2 separate regions of the Triticum aestivum genome follow, and region 2 is linked to region 1. A link is a contact called in public Hi-C data. All regions are on one chromosome and are shown on one strand. Each heading gives the region's core, a stretch centred on a gene start, on an enhancer-like site or on the middle of the called end of the contact. The rest is flanking DNA. Distances are from core to core; before and after follow the strand shown. Region 1 holds the start of LOC123168193. Region 2 holds the start of LOC123166202 (transcription factor GTE9).

Region 1 (6,010 bases), core at 907-3,406:
AAGAAGCAAATATGATGGGATAGGGACTAATCGCTTCATGCACTTGTGTGCAAGTACCATGCGTTAGTTCATGAAGAATTAGGCATTCATCTTCCTTAGCATGGCTGATAAGGGAGCAACAGATCAAACCTGAGGAGGCGTGTGTCCTATGAGCTCTCGCAACGGTCTTGTTTCAGCAAGTGGATGCTCTGATGGTAGCTCGTATACAATTTGATTCAAGACCTAACAATTTATTTAAAACAAGTTATAACTGGGATAGAAGCATCGCCAGAAGAGCAGAAAAATAGTGAATATACTCAACTGAAAATTATGGTGCTTCCCAGGTTATGCATATGGACTTAATAATAGCATGGCCTCTTAGGTTCACAAAATTTAACTAAAGGCACAGATCACCAATGACTTCTGTGGTAAAATGTTACTCCATGAGCTATTTAAGTGGACATAATTTGTTGGTGATCACCTAATTTGTTACTTCAAATAATGTTACTCCTCCTGTGGTAAAATGTTAATTCAAATAGCGAGTATAGTTTGTTGTATGAGCTATTTAAGTGGACATAAGCAACAAAACAAGCAAGGAAGTACATACGGTACTTACTAATGAGACTACAAAGTGTTACAACATGTCAACAATGCAACAAAGCCTAGATTGTTCTAGGCTTCCAGCTAGATTTGTGCTTTTCTAGCTGAATAAGAGACCGTAGTTTTAGCAATGGGCCACCACTTGGCATTCATAAAGTTGTTCGTTGCTTCCAGTATTTATTTGACATAATCCTTTCCGTCCATAAATTATTTTACTTTTAGTTACAAATATTTGAAGGTTTCAGATAGTACCTCTGCTTGCCTCCCTGCATGTAGCCTAACACCAAAAGCATCATACATCACCTGCAAATTTGCATTGCCAGAAAGATGGCTTTAGCGAAGATGCTGAAAAAAAGTAGCGCATATGTAACGCAGAGTGCTGCATTTTCTGAAGATGACATGGAATCATAAGCAACATGGCGAGCTCGTCGGGATACCACTATGCAAGACGTAGGGGAGTTAAAAAAAATACAGCCGTGAGAGTAGGCGGAGAGACTATCTGTTTGTATGGCTGTGCCTTGTGATGAACTCCTCCACACGATTGATTTTCAGTACTACTTATGCACAAGTAGGGGTGATTTTCTCATGCTTGCTACTGTCCTACTTTCTACTTGTTTGCTCAAGTTCGCAAATAAAGTCAGACAATATCACCACCATGACCACACCATGCCCCCAACCACATATATTATCCTCTATGTAATCATAGATTTCAGGTGTTTAAGGCGCTTGCATTTCTTCTCATGTGTACTGTACTTTCTATTATTATAGTAGTAATAACTGAACCAAGATATGCCGTCTTTAGGTTTTCTACTAAAACTTCAGTCTTGACTAAAATTTAGCTACTGAAGTGATCCAAGAAATGAACGAAATGATGTGTAGGTTTACCAAATTATTTACCAGAAAAGGATACTACTCGTCAGATCGACGACCCATCATCGAAAGATCCAACATTTCTAACAGCTAGAACAATCAAGACTCAAGAGAGAAACAGCGCTAACCACAGAGGCAAAGATGGCAGCTGTGGCGAAGAGCGAGCAGCTGAACCCTTCCTGTAGGCCGATGGCGACTGCGAGCGCGGTGACGGTGGCCGAGTGCGAAGACGGCATCCCCCCGGACCCCACCAGCTGCTTCGCGTCCCACCGGTTCTCCTTGTACCTACGCACGCGCGCACGGATCCCGTGACGGAGAGCTCAGATCCAGCAGCCGGCGCCGGATGGCAGGGTAGGGCGGGTGAGGCGCGCGAGAGATAGGCGTACCATGTGGTGAAGACCTTGATGGACTGGGCGATGGCGAAGGCCAGCACGGCGGCGATGAGCGGGCAGTTGCCGAACACGGCCAGGTAGGAGAAGGCGGGCGACGCCGCGGGCGGAGGCTGCGCGGCGGAGGCGGCGTCTCCCATCGCGGCCGGCTGGTTCTAGAAGCTTCCGCCCTCCGCCTCTTCCTCCTTGCGAGAAGAGAAGATCCGGGTCGGCTCCGACACGCTCACCCGCCGCGGTGCACTCGACCCAGTCACTCCTTGGCAAGGTGCCGGCGATTGGAGATTTTGGAAGCGTCCGAGCTGGCAAAATGGGGCCTTGCAGCTGTTAGGGTTGGACAAGTCACCATATATCATGTGAACACACATGATACCGCATCTCAAAATTCAAAATTGCAAAGTCCAATGGTGCTGGGAACAAGGGAAAAAGACAATTTAGTGGTGATGGGAATCAAGGGAAGGGTCGGCGACGGCAGAAGAAAGCACCTCAAGTTGAGAGGGGAGAAGGGGCTAGAAATCGCAAAATCATTTTACAGGCCGCCCTAAAACGATTTTGTGAAAACTCGAAGGTCCTAGCAGAACAGATCCATTAAAGCGTATCGTAAATTTAAAAACATAGATCATACTCCCTCCGTTTCACAATACATGCCTTCCATTTATCAAAATATAGATATATCTAGACATGCATTTTTGGACAAATGGAAGTCAAGTATTTTGAAACGGAGGGAGTATATAGTTCCCGCTACAAAGCTTATCACTACACACCGGAGTTCATGCATAGCTAAAACATAGATTAACTTGAGATCTAACATAGAATAGATAGGGATGCCAGCTCAGTTGCTGACGCCGAGGAAGGACACTTCCGCGGACCTGCGCCAAGCGTGGGCGTAGGCTTGGTCCTCCTTCGCCGCGGCGAGCTTGTCGGCGGCCCCTTCTTCTTCGGCCTGCATGGCGCGCTCCGTGGCGAGGAGCGCTTCATCCGCCTCCCGGCACTGCACGATGTGCGGGTAGAGCTCTTCGTGGAGGCGGTTGAAGTTGGCCCAGGGGAACCGGCCGCCGCTGCGGAAGAGGCGGCCATGCTCCCGTGCTTGCTTGGACCGCCACACCTCGACGAGGGGAGGGGATGAAGCTGCTGGCCTCCGCGGTGTTGCACGAGATCTTGCGCGATAGCGACCCCCCCCCCCACCAGCACGGCCACCACACCACGTGCGGAACCTACCATTAGTCGTCGGAAAAAGACTACGGCTGGCGGAATTGCTCGCTAGAGATGCGAAGGGAGGCGGTCGAGAAGGTGGATTGCGGCGGAGGAAATGAGAGGCGGGAACCCTAAATCGATGGCGGTCCCGTAGATATAGTGGCCGAAGGGCGGCTTTGCGAGCTGGGCTAGATAGAGCGGACCTGTTCAGCCCACAAAAATTGAAAAAACGTTATATCGGCCAGTGTCGGTGTCAAAGCAGATCTCGGGTAGGGGGGCCGAGTTGTTAGATCGGATCAATGGGTAACAAGAGAGAACACACACAAAGTTTACCCAGATTCGGGCCCTCTCTATGGAGGTAAAACCCTACATCGTGCTCTTGCTTATATTATTGAAGTATCAAAGTATAGAGTTGATCTATCTCGAGATCGTGAGTTGTGTTCTAAACCCTAGGGGTATGATGAATGTATGAATGGGTGCATGGATGGCTTCTACGGACTAAACCCTCTGGTTTATATAGGCACCAGGGGTATCTAGGGTTACACATGGTCGGTTGCCATCTAAGGATTTACATGCCGAATCTAATCAGATATGCTTGGAGTACACGCCAAGTCTTCGGTCGCCGCACATAGAAGGCCTCCGGAGTCCTCTTCCATTGATGGGCTGATGGTCCGACCCATACATTAGTCCGGCTGGGCTAGGACCCCCTAGTCCAGGACGTCGTTAGCCGGAATTATGCGGGCCATCGAGGTTATAGCGCATCTGCTAGAGTTTCTCGGAGAGCATCTACAGTCGGGTACACCAAATCCAAACCCTCAAACGACCGCGAACGCGTCCGGACAGTGACCAGTCAGACCTCATATTTTAGTTTCCACAACAGGAGACCTCAATTAGAACCTCAAACCCACACAATTACATGCAACCTGAAACTTAATCCAAGCAAAACTCGTCCGACTCTGCCCTGTCCATGTCCGGCGGTCGGCTACACCCCTCGAAGTGTTGCTTCGATCGCCGGCGAGGTAGATTAGGACATGGGGCACGCACTGGCTCGCGGGACTCGAGGCACCGCCGTCTCCCATGCCCTGTGTTGGAAATATGCCCTAGAGGCAATAATAAAGTGGTTGTTATTATTTTTCCTTATTCATGATAAAGGTTTATTATTCCTGCTAGAATTGTATTGATCGAAAACTTAAATACATGTGTGGATACATAAACAAATACCGTGTCCCTAGTGAGCCTCTACTAGACTAGCTCGTTGATCAAAGATGGTTAAGGTTTCCTAACCACATACGTGAGTTGTCATTTGATAAGGGGATCACATAATTAGGAGAATGATGTGATGGACAAGACCCATTCGTTAGCTTAGCATATGATTGTTCAGTTTATTGCTACTGCTTTCCTAATGTCAAATACATATTCCTTCGACCATGAGATCATGCAACTCCCGGATACCGGAGCAATACCGTGTGTGCTATCAAATGTCACAACGTAACTGGTGATACGTCTCCAACGTATCTGTAATTTTTTATTGTTCCATGCTATTATATCATCTATTTTGGATGTTTTATATGCATTAATATGCTATTTTATATTATTTTTGGGACTAACCTATTAACCTAGAGCCCAGTGCCAGTTTTTGTTTTTTCCTAGTTTTTGAGTTTTACAGAAAAGGAATATCAAACGGAGTCCAAACGGAATAAAACTTTCGCGATGATTTTTCTTGGACCAGAAGGCTTGGAGAGGGGGCCAGAAGGTTCCCGAGGAGGCCACAAGCCTGCCAGGCATGCCCTGAGGGCTTGTGGGCCCCTCGGAGGTCTTCCAACCCTAATCTTTGCACTATAAATTCCCAAATATTCCCAAACCATCAGAGGCATCCACGAAAATATTTTTCCGCCGCCACAAGCCTCTATTCTCGTGAGATCCCATCTTGGGACCTTTTTTGGCACTCTGCCGGAGGGGGATTCGATCATGGAGGGCCTCTACATCAACCTTGATGCCCTTCCGATGAAGCGTGAGTAGTTTACCACAGACCTACGGGTCCATAGCTAGTAGTTAGATGGCTTCTTCTCTCTCTTTGATCTTCAATACAATATTCTCCTCGATGTTCTTGGAGATCTATTCGATCTAATATTCTTTTGCGGTGTGTTTGTCAAGATCTGATGAATTAATTTATAATCAGATTATGTATGAATATTATTTGAGTCTTCTCTGAACTCTTTTATGCATGATTAAGATATCTTTGTATTTATCTTCGAACTATCGGTTTGGTTTGGCTAACTAGATTGATTTTTCTTGCAATGGGAGAGGTGCTTAGTTTTGGGTTCAATCTTGCTTGAGTTTATCCCGCTACATCATGTCATCTTACTTAAGGTGTTACTACGTTCTTATGAACTTAATACTCTAGATGCATGATGGATAGCGGTCTATGTGTGGAGTAATAGTAGTAGATGCAGAATCGTTTCGGTCTACTTGACACATACGTGATGCCTATATTCATGATCATTGCCTTAAATATCGTCATAACTTTGCACTTTTCTATCAATTGCTCGATAGTAATTTGTTTACCCACCGTATGCTATCTTCAAGAGAGAAGCCTCTAGTGAAACCTATGGCCCCCGGGTCTATTTTCCATCATATATTTTCAGATCTATAAACCAAAAAACCCAAAGATACCTTGCTGCACTTTATTTATATTTACTTTAGTTTGCCTTTTTATTTATCTTTTGTACCTATCTCTATTAGATGTCACTCTTGTTCGAGACCGTGAAGGGATTGACAACCCCTTTTTCGTGTTGAGTCAAGTGTTTGTTAGTTTGTCCAGGTGCATAGATTGGAGACTTGCTTGTGCCTCCTACTGGATTGATACATTGGTTCTTAACTGAGGGAAATACTTATCTCTACTTTGTTGCATCACTCTTTCTTCTTCAAGGAAAAAAATCAATGCAAGCTCAAGAAGTAGCAGGAAGAGTTTCTGGCGCAGT
Region 2 (6,010 bases), core at 2,376-4,875, 670 kb after region 1:
TGGGCCGAAGCCGAAACTTAGGGGCTGGTTCCCTTCCACATACATCCCATAGGGCCCTCCGGGGCAGGTGGACCCTCCCGGTGGACCCCCGGAACCCCTTCGGTGGCCCCGCTACAATACCGGCATACCCCCGAACATTTCCGGTGACCGTATGATGACCTCCCATATATAAATCTTCACCTCCGGACCATTCCGGAACTCCTCGTGACGTCCGGGATCTCATCTGGGACTCCGAACAACATTCGGTAACCACATACAAATCTTCCTTATAACCCTAGCGTCATCGGACCTGAAGTGTGTAGACCCTACGGGTTCGGGAATCATGCAGACATGACCGAGACAGATCTCTAGCCAATAACCAACAGCGGGATCTGGATACCCATGTTGGCTCCCACATGTTCCACGATGATCTCATCGGATGAACCACGATGTCGAGGATTCAAGCAATCCCGTATACAATTCCCTTTGTCAATCGGTACGTTACTTGCCCGAGATTCGATCGTCGGTGTCCCAATACCCCGTTCAATCTCGTTACCGGCAAGTCACTTTACTCGTTCCGTAATGCATGATCCCGTGACTAACTACTTAGTCACATATTGAGCTCATTATGATGATGCATTACCGAGTGGGCCCAGAGATCACACGGAGTCACAAATCCCAGTCTCGATCCGTGCCAACCCAATAGACACTTTCGGAGATACCTGTAGTGCACCTTTATAGCCACCCAGTTACGTTGTGACGTTTGGTACACCCAAAGCATTCCTACGGTATCCGGGAGTTGCACGATCTCATGGTCTAAGGAAATGATACTTGACATTAGAAAAGCTTTAGCAAACGAACTACACGATCTAGTGCTATGCTTAGGATTGGGTCTTGTCCATCACATCATTCTCCTAATGATGTGATCCCGTTATCAATGACATCCAATGTCCATGGTCAGGAAACCGTAACCATCTATTGATCAACGAGCTAGTCAACTAGAGGCTCACTAGGGACATGTTATGGTCTATGTGTTCACACATGTATTACGATTTCCGGATAACACAATTATAGCATGAACAATAGACAATTATCATGAACAAGGAAATATAATAATAACCATTTTATTATTGCCTCTAGGGCATATTTCCAACATCCTCTTCAAGGGAAAACCAACGCATGCTCAAGAGGTAGCAGCCGCCGCCGCCGCGCAGCAGGAGGTCACCAACGCCCGCGTCATCGCGGCAACGAGGGAGGCGCTCTATATGCTAGGGTTAAACACTAGCCAACACGGCCTCGTCAACGCCGCCGTGGCCGCCGCAGCCAGCACCGACTCATCTGCGTTCCCCCGGATGGTGCTTCCCGACTCGCCCCGCGCGTCGGCTTGCAACCCGATGCCCGGCTTCCACGTGTACCCCCAGGCCTCCCGCCTCCCCGGGGAGTGCTCGCCCGACGTGAGCGTGGTGGCGCCTTCCACGCCCGCGCCCATCGACCTGAACGCCACAGCGGTGGCTCGTCATCGGGAGGCGCGAGGAAACGCGCGAGGCAGATGCCGGCCGACATGCTACCGGACGCCCGCAACCTGTTTGAGGGAATGCCGGCCGCCGGCGATGAGGACAACATGCAGAACCTCATCTTCGAGGGCGGTACGCCGGCCGCTGGCTACGACCGACGAGACACAAAGCCAGGACGGCCGCGGGGCGTTCACGCCGGCTGCTGGCTATGATCACGATCAGGTGGCTTTCATGCGTGATCAGGTCGGCATGGACCTAGACGGCTTCCCACTTGACCACGAGTTTCTGGACGACTACGGGCAAGAGGAAGAGGACGAGTGCGACATCGAAGTGGAGCCTTTGTTCGAGGACGAGCTCGCCAACCAAGCCGCTGGGCCGAAGCCGAAGCGCAAGAGCAAGCGGACGAAGGCATACACGGCGGCCGAGGACAAGCTTCTTTGCGAGTGTTGGCGAGACATTGGACAAGACCCCAAGACTGGCGCCGAACAAAAGCATTCAACTTTTTGGATTTGTGTCCACCGGGAGTTTCATGAGCGCAAGAAGTTTCCGCCTTACCAAATTGTGAGCACGCGCGGGTGGGTGTCCATTTCAAAGCGTTGGAGGGTGATCCAACAAGAGTGTAACAAGTTTTGTGCCACCCTTGAGAGCGTCAAGACCCGCCCCGTGAGCGGCATCGGCATGCAAGACATGGTATGCTAGCAAGCCGCCCTCTTTTGTGTCATCAAGTTTATGCTTGCAAGTTCATTTGCCTACCATTTGTCAATATGCTTGCATGAAAACATTTGTAGGCATTTCAAGCTTTGGAGGCATTCAAGGTCCAACACAATGCAAGTGCTTCAACCTGTCCCATTGCTTTAGGGTCATCAAAGACGAGGAGAAGTTCAAGGCGCAACATGCCGCCCTCAAGTCGCGTAGGGGGAAGCAAGCCGTGGAGGAGGTTGGGGACGGCGAGCCGGCACGGCCGCGGGGGAAGACCAACTCCAAGAAGGAGGACAAGCGGGATGCGGCATCGAACGCCTTGATCGCAAGCGTGGAGGGCATGATGAACAAGAAGGATTCAAGGGAGGAGGAGCGCCGGCGTTTCAAAAAAGAGGAAATGAACGCCTTCATAGAGATCCAAAGGAGGAGGCTTGAGATGGGCGCGAAGAAGCAAGGCAAGATGCTTGAGATTGAGGCGGAGAAGCAAGCCAAGATGCTAGACATCGAGGCCGCCAACGCCAAGACCAAGGCGAAAGAAGTGACTCTCGCGCATGATGACCGGGGTGGAAATCATGAAGGTGGATCTCAACATCGTGTCGCCAAGGAAGAGGCCGTGGTTCGAGAAGATGCAGGCCGACATGCTCAAGTTCATCGACGAGTGATCTCGTGGCCGCGAGGGCCTTCCTTTTTTGTATGCCGACTTGTGTGCTGGCATGATCACGGGGCCGCGATGGCGTGGTCGAAGTCAAGTCCCACCTTTTTTTGTGTGCTAGCATGTGTGCCGGCCACTGGCGAGTGCGCCAACATGAACTGCGGTGATATTTTTTGAAGCCGGCAATGTATGCCGGTGTTGGCATGGTGCCGGCATTGATCTATGGCTGCTGACATGATATATGGTTGCGAGCCTTTTTTTAAATTGAATGCGTACATGAAATGGGTCGGCGCGTTGCGCGCGCTGCTGACCCAAATGCAAAACTGGGCGGACGCCGGGCGGGCGGCCGACCCAAACAGACAAAAAGCGGACAAATGCGCGTTGGGTCGGCCCGTTGGAGTTGCTCTAAGAACTTGATAAGTTTTTTTAACACAACTTGATAATATTTTGAAAATTCACGTTTAAATATCTTTTCCGGGGGAGATTCGCATGCTATTTCCATAGCATCCCAGGTCGGACAAATCAACACGTGATTCTAGCATACGAAGCCCTAGAGGCTTTCTAGACACGCAACCACCTATAATCGCACCGTCCGCCCCAAAAACCCAACGGCCGGGATCTCCCCTCACAAGTCAGAGCCGCCCACCCTATTCCGTCCAAGAGACTGCGCGGTGGGACCATTTGGACCGGGGGACCCACATCTCAGCCACCGGGCGCGCTCCCCGCACGCCGCTTACAAGGGGCCCCTTTGCTTCGCGATTCGAGCCTAAAGCTCGCGAGCGGCACAGTGAAGAGAGAGAAAGAGACGGGGACAGAGGAGAGAGAAACCCCAGGTCTCGCCGCCTCGCCTTCATCCGCTTTCGCCTCGCCGCCTCCGCGCCGCCCTCCGTTTCGAGGAGGAGGAGGAGGGGGAGCTCCAGTGCTCGCGCCGCAGCGGCGGCGGCGGCGCCGGGTGCCTGCGCGAAGGCCTCGAGATCTCGCGGCGGCGCCGCCGGCTTTGTGTGGTGGTTGTGGTGGGTGCGGCGCCGTCTGCTCGGTGAGTTGGCTCGATCTCTCGCCGCGGCGCTTCCAATTGAGCTGCTCCGCCCCCCGAATCGAGGGTTTTGGAGGCCTCCTGCTCTTGGCGGCCGTGCAATAAACTAACCTCTCGCTTCGGGGGGGTTAGGGTTAGGTTTTGGCTGAATTGTGGTGGATTTGGGTGACCCAGGCGGCGCATTGCGCTCGCGAGCAGACTGGTCTGCGTGTTCCGCCACGCAATGATGGGGAAGACGCAGAAGTTCTCCAAGGGGCACCCGCTCGGTTTCGTGCCGGACTACCGATATGGGGTGGAAACTGTGGGGGTGTCAAAGGGCCTTGGGAATCCTGCAAGAAGTGAAGCCAAGAGAAAATGCATCAACCTGAATACGGACGAGGGGGCTGATGCTCCCGGATTTAATGTGCCGCGTGTGGTCTTTGAGTTGCCGAGGATGTCGGCCTCGGATAGGAATGAGCTGGAGATGAGGCTCCGCGACGAGCTCGAGCAGGTCAGGGCCCTCCAGAGTAGGTTGTTTTCAAGAGGGGCTACGACGAGCATGAATGGTGGGACTGCGTCGGCTCCCAGAGGTGATTTCAACGGCAATAAAAAGGATGGGAAGCTCAGGAGGAGCAATTCAGTGCAGTCTGGCAGAGGATTACCGCCATCAGTTGCCCAACCTGTAGTCAGCTCCATTAACTACACAGCATCGTTTAAAAAATGCCAGGAGCTTCTGAAGAACCTTATGAAGCATCGCTCTGCAAGCCCGTTTGTTATGCCAGTTGATCCTGTGAAGTTGTGTATCCCTGATTATTTTGATATAGTCAAGCACCCAATGGATTTGGGTACTATACAGAAAAAGCTGAATGCAGGTGTGTACCCTACACCTTGGGAGTTTGCCGCAGACGTGAGGCTTACTTTTAGCAACGCTATACTTTATAACCCAGTCGGTAATGCAGTTAACATAATGGCCCAGACTATGAGCAGTGTTTTTGAACCTAGATGGAAGCCTATCGAAAAGAAGCTTCCTCGACCAGATGAGGAACTCTCTGCAATTGAGCCTTCAAAAAATGATGCAGTTGAGAAAAATATTGTTGACAACAAAGAGCCTTTTGATAGAAGACCTTCAAATAAAGGTGCATATAAGAAAAACACCTTTCAAAAAGAGGAGGTGGTTGCCAAGCCAGTTTTGCACCCGAAGAAGAGGAAAGCCTCTCCTTTGGTTCAGGATGCTCCAGTAGCATCAGTGATACAGATGGCTCAGGTGGCTGAGGAGGTTCCAGTGGTACAAACTGCTATGGGAATGATGACAGATGAACAAAAGGTTGCTCTAAGCGTAAGACTACAATCATATGGTGGATTCATTCCAGAACATGTAGTTGAGTTCATAAAGAGGCATGTTAATGATGATAATGATGCTGATGAAGATGAGTTGACTATTGACATGAACGCTCTCAGCGATGATACCCTGTTTGAATTACAGAAGCTTCTTGATGACTATGATATAGTAAATCAGTCTGGAAACCCTACAAAAGATGAGCCTCAAGAGGTTGAGGTGGGTGCTATTGTCTTTGAGATTGATTTTTGTTAGTTAATTTACTGACCATTGTTTCCTTCTGTTCAACAGTTCCAAAGTGAATATGGACTTGCCAACTCATCAATGCATCATGAAGGTCGCTTTCTCCTCATTTATTTTTTCCGTGGCACTAATTGTTGTTCTAAGTTAATACTGTATACGTCTTAGCAGGCAATGAGCTTGTTGAGGAAGACATTGATATTGGTGGGAACGATCTTCCACCTTTAACATACCCCCCTGTGGTATTTGAAAGTGAAACGGCAGACAGAAGCAGCAAGCATAGTTCTTCTAGCAGTTCTAGTAGTGAGTCAGGATCATCCTCCAGTGGTATGTATTTTTATCCATTTATCTTCACATATTACACTCCCTAAATTTGTATCTTGACTTAACTGTTACCAGGCCCAGCGATATGTTCTTTTGTTTTACTTTTTACCATTCCATGCCATTCAATGCTGCATGCCACAAATTGATAACTTTGCCCCTTAAGGCTGTTCAAATTCTTCCCCTGTGCTCACCTATTTGACATAGTCTTAACGATTCTTACGGCCTGTTCGGAATCTCTCCCGTCCGCTCCACTC

What was found. Hi-C and Micro-C count contacts between places; a contact is called where the count stands out from the background.
Region 2: a contact with region 1 is called in a Hi-C map of leaf, with 7 times the contacts expected there. The contact joins the promoter of LOC123166202 here to the promoter of LOC123168193 in region 1. A contact is called at or near these places in 3 of 5 Hi-C or Micro-C datasets (all in leaf).

Annotation. Positions count from the first base shown.
Region 1 is chr7D:393,622,380-393,628,389 of IWGSC CS RefSeq v2.1, forward strand. LOC123168193 reads right to left here and starts at 2,157. Exons shown (of 5, transcript XM_044586070.1): 1 at 1,836-2,157; 2 at 1,578-1,734; 3 at 832-882; 4 at 130-222. The coding sequence starts at 1,978.
Region 2 is chr7D:394,287,996-394,294,005 of IWGSC CS RefSeq v2.1, forward strand. LOC123166202 (transcription factor GTE9) reads left to right here and starts at 3,626. Exons shown (of 10, transcript XM_044583968.1): 1 at 3,626-5,411; 2 at 5,484-5,529; 3 at 5,604-5,759. The coding sequence starts at 4,101.